Regions from separate parts of the Mus musculus genome. Here region 2 is linked to region 1. The links are chromatin contacts, called in public HiChIP or PLAC-seq maps. All regions are on one chromosome and are shown on one strand. Each heading gives the region's core, a stretch centred on a gene start, on an enhancer-like site or on the middle of the called end of the contact. The rest is flanking DNA. Distances are from core to core; before and after follow the strand shown. Region 1 holds the start of Krt8 (keratin 8). Region 2 holds the start of Rarg (retinoic acid receptor, gamma).

What was found. HiChIP or PLAC-seq counts read pairs in DNA pulled down with a chosen protein or histone mark.
Region 2: a contact with region 1 is called in a FOXA1 HiChIP or PLAC-seq map of pancreatic cancer cells. The contact joins the promoter of Rarg here to the promoter of Krt8 in region 1. A contact is called at or near these places in 2 of 39 promoter capture datasets (liver and pre-B cells), 1 of 484 Hi-C or Micro-C datasets (embryonic stem cells) and 1 of 115 datasets of contacts at active chromatin or transcription factors (pancreatic cancer cells).

Annotation. Positions count from the first base shown.
Region 1 is chr15:102,002,991-102,008,951 of GRCm38.p6, reverse strand. It overlaps Krt8 (keratin 8), which reads left to right and starts at 4,610. Exons shown (of 9, transcript NM_031170.2): 1 at 4,610-5,054. The coding sequence starts at 4,713. Gm36026 (a long non-coding RNA gene) reads right to left here and starts at 2,809. Exons shown (of 2, transcript XR_875678.2): 1 at 2,417-2,809; 2 at 1-935.
Region 2 is chr15:102,254,278-102,259,863 of GRCm38.p6, reverse strand. Rarg (retinoic acid receptor, gamma) reads left to right here and starts at 2,342. Exons shown (of 10, transcript NM_011244.4): 1 at 2,342-2,624; 2 at 3,325-3,394.

The DNA of each region.
Region 1 (5,961 bases), core at 3,361-5,860:
TACGCCTAGTCTCAAAACCCTCTGCTCTCCATCCTGCCATTCACATGACATGACTGTGGAGAACAAATGGTGATGGCCTTGGCCATGGTGGGCTGAGACACTGAGGCTAACACACCTCCCAAAGGCCACCCTGCCATTGTCTTTTCAGGGCTCTTCTGGTCTCTGAGGCTTCTCCTTATGTCACTGATCCTATGAATCTGGGAAACAGAAAGGACACTTCTCTTCATCCGGGAGACAGTGCTTAACATGTAGTCCTGGCTGACCCTGAACTTGCTATGTTGCTGAAGATGCGTATAAACGTCTGGTCCTCTTGTATCGACCTCCTGAGACATAGGATTACAGGTGTGCACCACCATGCTTAGTTTATGTGGTGTTGGGGATGAAACGTCTGTGCATGCTGGGCTGGCACTCTATCAACTGAACAGCCCTTGGCCCAAGAGTCTCTTCTTGGCTAGTCCAGAGCACCCAGAGCCAGAAGCATCTGCACCTGACTTGTTAGCTTCCTGGGGTACTCCGGAGAGTTATAGGAAAGCCAGGCATTCAGAAATTCTTAGCCAGATCCCACGAAGCACAGGCTTTTAGGAGTAGATGACTGGAAGATGTTCTTTTCCAACTTCAAAAGATTCCCATTAAGGGAGGCTCTAGAATGTTCCGAGGGACCAGAGAAGGTAGGAAAGGGCCAAATGAAACTTGGAAGTTTTCATTGTAGACCCGGTGGGCTTCAGGTGGCAGCGGTGTGAAGAAGGAAGCTTCGCCATCTCACTTGACCCTGGGTCTTCCGGCTTCTTGGGGCCGATGACACAGTCCTTCCCATCAACTATGCATCTTCTGGTGCTGTATGTACCAGAGTGAACACTCCCTGACTTGGAAGCTTGATTCTCTTCAGGGTAGTCAGTCCATTTCCCGTTTTGAGGCTTTAATTATCAGAGCCATGACTTAAAATGAAGAAAAGAAAAAAATATATCAATCACTCGAGCCTGGTGGTACAGGTCTGCAGTTCCTTGAGTCTGTCTGACAGGCTGAGGGAGGTGATAAGCTGGAGTGACCTGGACTACACAGCAAGTTTAGCCTGAATGAACAACCTAAACAGTCTCAAAACACTGGAGAACGGAGAGAAGGCTGGGGATGTAGCTCTGTGGTGGATCACTTGCCCCCTCCGTTTGTTAGGCGCAGACAATGAACAATGTTGCCTGGAGGCACACAGCAAGGAACCAACAATCAACTTAATTACTTGTTCTGTGGCTTACAGATGGCAGTCCACACCATCTGTGGCTTCCTATTTAAGCTGTTCAGCTGCATACCCCCAGCTGTTTATACTCCCAGCTGTTTATATGCTGCCGCTCTCAATATTTAAAATTGCTCTGTTGTTCAAAGTGATTTTGGTACTTTTAGGACATTACCCCCCATGCAGGGACGGCCTTTACTTTGCCTCCTGTTCCTAGCCCAGGGTCTGGTGTACAAACTCACTGCTCTTTTACGGAGCTCATTTATGCTTCTGCAACACCCCCCCTTTCCTCCTCTGAGACAGAGTCTCTTGTTCTCAGGTTGGCCTTAAACTCAAAATGTAGCTGAGGAGAACCCTGAACTTCGCTCCTCCTGCCCCAACCTCCCAAGTGCCAGAATTATAGGCATGGATCACCACGCCCAGTTATGTGGTACTGGCACAAAACCCAGGTTTTGTGGCATGCAAGACAAACAATTGAGCTACGTACGTCCTAAGCCACTAACCACCCCATGATTATATTTTTAAAATTACTTTCATTTACTTGTGTATATGTGTTCAGTGGCAGAGGAAGGCTGGGTCTTAACATAGGAGGCCTCCTTTTCCCCTTGGCTTTCCAGGAAAGACATATTAGGGCAGAGCTGTCTGTGCAGGGCACCCTCACCTCCTCACAAGTGTGTATGACTCTTTTGTTGAACAAGCTTTGGTGACCACAGTGGCCAGAGACAGCCTTACAAGGACTTATACCTGTGGCTGCCCTAGTTTGGTTCTTTCTTCTCTGACCACTTGGCCCTAGTCCCTGAGCCCTTTCCCTTTTACCTCTATCTTGGGGAAGTTCCAGGACAGAGCAGCTCTGGTTTCTCTTGCTGAGCAGAGACCATATTGGGAGGGGCTGGTTGGGGGGGTCTCTGGAAATAACAAAGAGTTGACAAATGGTAAGCCCTGGGTTGAGCTTTGAGCTGCACAGCACAGGGGTCTCACCTTTACTGCCTCCTTACCCACACCTTGAGAGACACTCCTGGGACCAAGAAACCAGGCAGCTAGGGTGGAGGAAGCTGAGATTTCAGAAAGAGAGCTGGATGACGAGCTTTTACGAGTTGCCTAAATCAGTCCTTCCCTTCAGGTCCCTCCAAAACTGGTGTGGGGGAAGGGGAGAAAGGGAGAGTTGGCTGTCCCTCCCCAGGGCTGTCATACCTGTCTGACCAGCTGCTCCGTTTCTCCTTCCGCTTTCTCTCACAGCTCGGTGCGGCGCCGGCCGCGGTTCCCTCCCTTTGGTTTGCTGGAAAAAAAAATCTCCAATCTTGCTGGGTGTGGGCCTGTGTTAGAGAGGGGGTGATAAACACACACCTAAATTGATTTTCACCTGAAAACGGAGTGTTGACTGAGGGGGATGTGAGAGGGCCTGGTGTAAATAGGATTTCCCTTTTCCTAGCATGCTGGAAGCCCAAGGCTGGGGACTCCTAGCAAAAGACAGGCAAGGAAGGAATATGGTCTCTGTGCAATCCTTGGGGATTTCTAGATTGGTCTTTCTGGAAGTGTCCTCAGACAGACAGACAGACAGACAGACAGACAGACAGACACACACACACACACACACACACACACACACAGGTAGGGGTGGCTTCTCAGACAAAGAGGGAGAGAGGTGTGCCGTGTAGGGAAGGAACATGTCTGTGTGTCTCTAGGGGTGACTTTCTGGGTCTCTGTCCCTTTTGGCAGGAACATATATGTGCCCATCCTGGGTCTCTGTCCCTTTGCCTATATGTGCCCATAGAGCAGTCCTGGGTGTTTCTCCTAGGGGGGCGGAATCCATAGACAGTTCTCTTAGTAGGTGCTTACTCTTTTCCCTGGCTATGGGGTGGTGTCTGCTACCGCCCAGTTCCCCAGGGAATTTGGATATCTGTCATCTATTGGTTTCCTTAATTGAGATCCACCCAATCCCCACATCACACCCTGAAGTGCCTTCCAGAGAGCCCAACCCATCAGGTAATTTAATTGCAGGTGGAATCTTTGCCTTGGGGACCCAAACCTCTTGCCTGCTTGCTCCACCCAGGCCTGGAGGGCCTTGCTCTGCTCCCCAGTCTCCAACCTCTCACAGGTGCAGGCTGTGCCCCAGCTTGTTCTCCTGACTCACTCTGATAATGGGATAATGAGTTCAGAGAGACAGGTGCAGGGAGACAGGGTACTATCCTCATCACATCTGGCCAGCCTGGGGCCGGGGGCAGAGGAGAAGGGTCCAGGTGGCTGGAGAATGAGTCACCACCAGCAGGGCCATCCCGTTCCAAGGCACCATGAGTCACTGCCCTGGCAGCCTGGGGAAGGTGTCTCCAAAGAAGCGATTGCAACAAAGCCCCTGTGCCTCTATTCTCTGGGGTCTCCCTTTTCTGCCTTGGCCTCTGTCCCTCAGTCTTTGTTATTCCTCGAGGCCTCTGTCTGGTCTGGGGAATTCTCTCGGGTCTGGGTAGGAAAGGAGAATACTGTGCTGTGTCCAGAGAGAAGAGCTGCGTTTGATTTCTCTTTACCTTGCACAAGAGAGAAGACAGCTAGAAGCCTGTGTTTCATTCATTCCTCAAATATCTACCTACCTTCCCACCCCCCTTTGCCAGCCTATGGGTGCAGGATGCTGCACAGGTAGCGGGGTGGGGTAGTGGTGTTAGCTGTAACCTGGGCAGACAAAGCAAACAGGAGCTTGGGAACGAAAGGGCCCTGCTGGTCAGCCTGGCCAGCTCCACCTAAAGGAGGTCTCTTGGAGGTATTAGGAGAGACCAGCCAGAGATGTGGTGGATGAGGCACACCCTCAGTCCTAGTGCTGGCTGGTAAAGGCCGGTGCCGGCTTTGGTTAGGCTTCAGGGTACTTATACCCCCAAAGGGGTTGTGACCCCCCCCCCCCAAGATTCTGAACCACAGGATATTTGATATGTCACCTCTGGGAAAACATAGCTCTATCCCTAGAGGGATTGCAACCCACTGGTGGAGAACCTACAGCATATCTGTTACGTGACTCCCGAGGAAGGGCCCTTCCGACCTTCCTTGAGTTTCAACTTCTAGTGAGTTCTAGTAGCTTGCCTGTGTTGAGTTGAGACCCAGTGTTTTAAACTAAAATGCCTGGGAACCCTTTCAGCCCAAGTAGTTCTCACAGGAGGGCAGGAGATAAGACAGCTTAGGTCAGAGATCCCAGGCTCACTTCCTGCCTTCACAGGGATCAATTGCTCTCTCCTGGATTTTTAGGGTGGGGCTGGAGAGGGATCCCGGGTGGGAACAGCTCTCTGCTGCCCTCACCTGAGTCCCGTCTGGAGGTTGCAGACGTTGGGTTAGGCCCTGCCCTCTAGTGTCTAGCCACTCAGGTAAGAGGCCCTTTTCCCTCCCCTGGGGCTGGCCTCTTCTTTTATAAAGGGCCTTCGCTGGGCGCTGTCCCACCGTCTAGAAGCAGCTGCTTAGCTCGCTCTCGAACCTCCGTCTTCAGCTCACTGCCTTCGCTCCAGACTTCACCATGTCCATCAGGGTGACTCAGAAATCCTACAAGATGTCCACCTCCGGTCCCCGGGCCTTCAGCAGCCGCTCGTTCACGAGTGGACCCGGTGCCCGCATCAGCTCTTCCAGCTTTTCCCGGGTGGGCAGCAGCAGCAGCAGCTTCCGGGGAAGCATGGGCACCGGCGTGGGTCTGGGCGGCTTTGGCGGGGCTGGTGTCGGGGGCATCACAGCCGTCACGGTGAACCAGAGCCTGTTGAGCCCCTTGAAGCTGGAGGTGGACCCCAACATCCAGGCTGTGCGCACTCAGGAGAAGGAGCAGATTAAATCCCTGAACAACAAGTTCGCCTCCTTCATTGACAAGGTGAGACCCCTCTCTTCCCGACTAACCGTCCTGCGCTCGCTCTTTCTTCTGCTGACACAGAGATGCGTACATCTCTCCTCGCACCCCCCATGAGCTCCTGTTGGGACCCACCCATTCTGGCCACACTCTCTTCTACTTCTCTCATACCCTTTGGCTTGGGCCCAGAGGGTCTGAAGTGCTTGTGACTAAATCTTGGAGCACCTTCCCATTCACTGGAGGGCCTGGTCCCTTCCCTGTGGCTTTGCTCTCTGGTGGCGGGGACGCCCCCTCGCCCCCCCGCCCCCAACTGCCCCAAGGTTTCCTCATGGTGCCCCGTGCATTGTGTATTTTTCTATCTTCCTGTTAAATAATGGAGGGCGGTGTAAGGATTTTAGAAGGTTTCAGGTGTCTTGATTGAACCCGACAAACGCATATGGAGGTCTTTGGTGCCCAAGGCTAGAGAGTGGGGGCTCCAGGCTGAGTCACTGCTCGGCCCCTGCCCTGCTCCAGTGGGCGGGGCCGCTGTAGAGCCAGGGCGGAGGTCTTGGGTCTGCCCTTCCACCAGGAGTGGGGTGGGGTGGAGGGGAGGGTGAGTCTCAGGGCTCCGCCTCGGGAAGGCCCGTGCGAGATTCAAAGTCTGCGGGCGTTGGACACTCCGCTCCTGTTTCACGACCTGTTAAGACCGGAGTTTATGGCCTCAGATAGCGTCGGCCTACCCACGCCCCTCTGCGAGCTTGGCCCTTGTACCCCTTTCACTCTTTCTACGGTGGCTCCGCCCCAACTGCCTGGTTCCTTTGCAAGCCGAAAGCCAGGCCAGGTTTTGCAGTCCTGTGGCACAGTGGCCTTCGTGGCCCCGGGACGATTGGCCCTTTTTTGCTGACTGGCTCCTGAGAGGCGGTGTGGGAACGGGAGGAGGGAAAACACGGGG
Region 2 (5,586 bases), core at 1,093-3,592, 250 kb before region 1:
TATTCCTCTTGTTAGACACATGGCTGGCAAAGGCTCTCCTGCTGCTCTGTGGCTGTCTCCCCACTTGGTTGATTACCAGTCTCCTTTGCTGTATAGAAGCTCTCTGCTTTCATGAGGGCCCTCATGCTACAGCCTGCTGAGTAGCTGGGATTAAGGCCCCTGCCACCAGGCCCTGTCTGTTGTGGCTAATTGATTCTGTGTACAACTCCAGTGACTGGGTTTGGTGAGGGGGCAGAGACAATTACTGGATGAGAGGGGTTGGCAAGTATTCTTGGACAGCATCACCTCTCCCCCCCCAACACTTCCCCCTCCAGTCATAGGAACGAGGAAGTTTCGAGGAAGTAGTTATAGTAACCAGGATGGATAATAAATGAACAAACCCACCCACCACAGAGACAGAGACATATGGACAGATCAAGACAAAGGGAACAGGAAAACAATGGGATTTTAAACTTATTGTCCTCTTGGATGCTCTCCCATATTTGTCCCCCCTCTCATCCCACTAACTGTTCCATCCCTATCTGCTACCCCAAGCTGCAGTCTCAGGGTTCCGATGCTTGGTCTCTGGGTCAAGTCCCTGAAGGGAAGAACCAGTGCAGAGAGCTGAGCAGGGTGGTGCCTGGGTCTGTGTCCCAGTGCCTGGGCAGGAAGGGAATGGTGCCCAAGCCTGGTTCATGAGGACAGGAGACTCATTCACTGTAAACCAACTACAGATGTGCCGGGGTGGGGTGGGGAGGGGGATTAGGGCCACATTCCCAAACCGCAGCTGGGCCCGCCCCTCCTTCCGCCAGCCACCACCAGGGCAGGGCAGGAGGGGTTAATTTTGCAGCCTCCTGGCAGGATCCCTGCCACACAGGCAGCTCACTATCCCACCCCAGCCTGAATGCCAGGGTCCAACTCCCGGACACACACCCCTCCCACACTGCTAAGAGCTGCTCCCAGGGTAACCGGCAAAGTCAACAGCAGTCAGGCCACCTGGGGACGGGACCCTGGAGTACCTATTCCCAGCCCTGGAGCGAAAGGCAGAGTTTCGTCTGTGCTCCCCCCCTTCCTCCCCCACAACGTCTCTGGTCTCTTGGGATTGCCACAGCAAGCCTCTCTTTCCCCTTCTCCTTTAGCTGATAATGGCTACCCAGAAAAGCCTTTCCCAGGAGGGGGATGCCTGGCCCCTAGGGTGACAGCAAGACCAGAGCTGAGTAATTCCAAAGTGGAAAATGTGATGTGATTCAGGGGCCCATTCCCCAGGTGCTGGCCACTCTGGGAGCGTTGCTGAGGATGGTCCTTTGGGCTAGTGCCTGGCCCAGCCCGTCCAATGAGCTTTCTCCTCTTCTGGAGTCGTGACCATCCCTGTGAGAGTGCATAGGACTTCACTTTTCTCTGGCTCTGTGCTCTGTGGTATAAAGTCAAACTATTGGCTTCCCTCTCTAGGTTCGAGAGCCTTTCAGCCTCGGTTTGTTTGGAGACAGAGAATATCCCTATTAGACACAGACTTTGGGCTTCTAGAGACCCAGCGTCAACAACATTCGTGGCGCATCTACCAGGCAGCCAGGCAGGCCTCGCTGGCTGAGCCAGACACACACCCTCGCCTGGGCTTTCTCCCTCACACCCAGCGCAAGGCTCCTCCCATCCCCCCTCCTCCCTAAAGTTCTTTCAGCCCTCCTCCCAGCCAGCCTCTCCCCCTCTAAATCCAAGTCTAAAGGTGGGGACGATATTGGCAGCGAGAGACCCACGCGCTTTAACTCCTGGAGTCAACTTCAGGCAGAATGAGAGGGAGGAAGCCTGTGAACCCAATTCGTAGCACCTTCATCGTAACCCCCACTAGTTAAACCAGTTTGCTCCTAGGCCATAGGACAGAGAAGGCCAGAGGAAGGGATACTGCTTTGACCTGCAGGTGGAGGTTAACTAAGAAAAGGGGACAGTGCCTTCTCCTCTGGTATACTCCTGCCCCATCACTCCACGTCTTGGCAGTGTCCAAGTCTCTCACTGCCTACCCTGGGAGGTACCAGAGACCGGCCTGGCAGAATACAGCGTGGCTAAAGACAACTCAGTCTCCCCAAATGGCTGGAAGGGGGATAGCGCCAGAGAGAAAGGGTTGGCATCATGGAGCCCAGGACACTGACCTCTGCCAGCTCTGCCCGGCCTCCCGGGGATGGAGCCACGGAAGCCTAGCAAATGGGAGGGGCAGAGACCCAGGCGTCCTGGGCCGCCCCGCCCAGTCCTCCCCCCCCCCAGCCACCACCCCCCCCAGCCCCAGGGCACCGAGGAGGGAGCCGGGCAGGGGCAGGCGGCAGGGGAGGGAGGAGCGAGGGCGGGAGGAGGAGGAGGGAGCCAGGCAGGGAGGGAGGTGGGGGGGGTAGGGAGGGAGAAAAAGAAAGAAAATATTTTCCGTGTCCCCGCCTGCGGAGTCAGTGTGCGGTTTGGGAGAAAATGTGTCGGATATTTTGGGGCGGTCACGTGGGCGGGCGGGCTCCGAGAGGCCCCGGGATTGTCCCAGCCTAGAGCCGTGCCCCCCTGAAGCCCCCCATTACCGCGAGTCACTAACACCGCGGTGCTCCATCCCCGAGACCGCCCGACGCCGGGACCTCGGGGCTCTGCGGCCTTCCTTCCCCCGCCCTCCCCTCCAGGTGAGTCAGGCGGGGAAGCCGGCTCGCCCGCCTGGCCGCCCTCCGGCCGCGGACGCCGGGGCTCCTCTGCTGAAATGAGCCAGGGGCGGGGGCGTCGGGAGCCTTGGGGTCCTTTCCCTCCGGGGGTGGCCAAGCTGTTAGCCGAGCTTATGCGGAGGCTTCCTGCCCCAAGTTGGGGTCAGTCGTGACCCGGGAAGAGAAAGGGGAGATTTTTTTTTAGACAGACTGAGGATGGGCCGGGTTGTCTGCCCTTGATTTTGGTGAGTATTGAAGGAGAGCATTTAGGAAAGTCTTGGGCAAGCGAACCAATGTTCCTGTACTCGGAATGTCAGAGAAGACGGGTTTTCCTCCTCTGGGAAAGGATGGCATTCTTCCACCGGAGTGGGGCGGGGGCATACTGAAGGGTGGATCTGATGGTCCAAGTACCCTTTCTCCAGTGGATTGGCAGGGCTCTGTATGGGGACTAGGAAAGCTCTAGCAAGTGTCTAGGTGGGTAAAGTGGTCTGTGGAGTTTGGACTGCAGAACCTGGATTCTCTCTGATCTATCCCTTACTGCACAAGTGAGCCAATGAAGGGGAGCTCTTTTAGAATATTCTCAAGGGGAGGCCCCAGTGGAACAAAGCTAGAGTTATAACGCCCGGACAGGTTCAGGAGAGCCCCTGTCCTGGAGTGCCACTGACAGCGCCTCTTTCCTTTCCAGCAGTTTCCACCAGGTCCCTCACCTCAGCCTGGCCCAGTATGTAGGAGGGACTCTCTGCAGAGGCCAGAGGGTAAGAATATGCTTAGTTGGTGGTCATGGGGATGGGGCAGCAGGGATGTCTGTCTCGGGGAGGGAACTCAAGGACAAAATGCTCAAATAATTCCCTCTTGTAGGGCTTAAACCCGGGGCAGTTGGGATCCTACTCCTCAAATTTGAGGCTTCTGCCCTTATGGTTATTCTTCGGGTACTGAGTTAGGGTTTGAGGACCACAGCCATTGTCAGTAAGGATACTTAGAGGGGGTCAAGGGGAGTGTGTGTCCAGGGTGCTCGGAGCTTGGTTATCCCAACACACACACACACACACACACACACACACACACACACACACACACACAGTGGCTTAGAACTGGTAGGCAGCATAGGACACGCCCCCCCAACCCCGGGGCACACCCCCACCTCTGGCTCAGAAAGCCACCTAACTGGCACCTCCAGTTCCCCCCTCGGCCCCACCCTGCCCGTGCCCTCTGATGCCCACACACATTCCACTGGCATTGCCTGCCTGCCTCCTGGGTACTGCCCCTCCCTGGGGCCAGTGGGGTAGAGGGAGGGCACCTGAGGATTCAAGGTGGAGAATCAAGGGTCTAGACTCCCCCAACAACGGCACGGAGCCAGGGAAGCTGGGTCCACTGCTGTCTCCTGGAGAACAGGCTTGGGGCTCAGGATAGGGCAGAGGATGCCTGGGTTCTCCTCCCATTCTGGAGATGGGGTCATGGAAAAAGGTGGTCGTGTTTATACAGAGGGGAGGGGGGCAGCGGGTGGAGAGCAACTGACAAGAGCGGCTTTGTTCCAGGCTCTGGAGCGGGCAGGGCAGCAGGGAGACGCCCCCCTTCCATCCGGCAGCCCCCTTCATCCATGCCCTCCCCTCAACTCCACCTCATCTCTAAGAGAAGCTTTGTAAGAACCCTTTCCCCAAGTCAGTTGCCCGCCTTCTAAGCCGCACCATCTGAAGTGGCATCTTGGGAAGAGGGGAGCGTTCTCCTTCTTCTGCAGGTCCCACAAAGAACCTAGACAGTTAAGGCCTCATTTAGGATTTCCTTTGACTCCCGCACTGTTGTCTTACTCTCTTCTACCTGGAACTGAAGTGCGCCCCCTTCCCAGAGAGACCAGACTTAGGAGACAGGAATCTGTTATCTTCTTCACCTCTAAGTCTCCCCTCCCAGGTAGTTGAGGAGGAAGGCCAGGGAGAGTTGTCCTTTGCTTACAATGTCCTTGGTGAGGACCAGGAGCCTGAACACCCCTTCCCCTCCACCTCCTGTTGAAGTTCTGCCCTACCCTAGAGGTCTGGTTCCCATCTGTAGGTAAGATGCCAAGACAGGGATGGCTGGAATAGAGAGCCTATTTCCAGTCTAAACAGAATCTGGGAAAGATTGGGGGGGGGGTGCTCTACCAGTTTATCATTCTTGGCATTGGAGGGGTTAATCCACCTGGAATGTAGCCCAGCCTGTTGAGCTATGGCCCAGGGGCCTAGGGGGCCCTGGACTCCTGGATCCACCTGGGTTTGACTTGGGATGAGGACCTCATGGACCAAGAGAAGGATCCTGGAGGCTATGAGTTAATACTGTAGGACTCTGGGGACATCGGGGTAAAGAGCTAGAGGGTCCTGGGCCTGTTGGTGGCATCTAGTGAGAGTCAGAGTCTCCTTTACGGTTTATTCCTAAGAGTGTGGAGGTTGAGAGAGATAAGAGAAAAGAAAGAGGGGGGGCAGGAAAGGCAGAGGTACAAAGACAAGGGAGAAGACGCTGATCCTAGACAGTTTCTTTTTTTTTTAAATTAGGTATTTTCTTCATTTACATTTCCAGTGCTATCCCAAAAGTACCCCCATATCCTCCCCCCCCCCACTCCCCTACCCATCCACTCCCACTTCTTGGCCCTGGCGTTCCCCTGTACTGAGGCATATAAGGTTTGCACAACTAATGGGCCTCTCTTTCCACTGTAGGCCACCTTCTGCTACATATGCAGCTAGAGACACGAGCTCCGGGGCGGGTGGGTACTGGTTAGTTCATATTGTTGTTCCACCTATAGGGTTGCAGATCCCTGTAGCTCCTTGGGTACTTTCTCTAGCTCCCCTAGACAGTTTCTAACTGGGTGGAATGCCCACCTGGGCGCCCACTGTGGTCCTCTGTCCACTTTTAATCGGTCTCCTATGGAGCAGAGCTGCACCCCAGCCCATTAAGCTTCACAGTTGGTAGGTGGTTCAGGAGA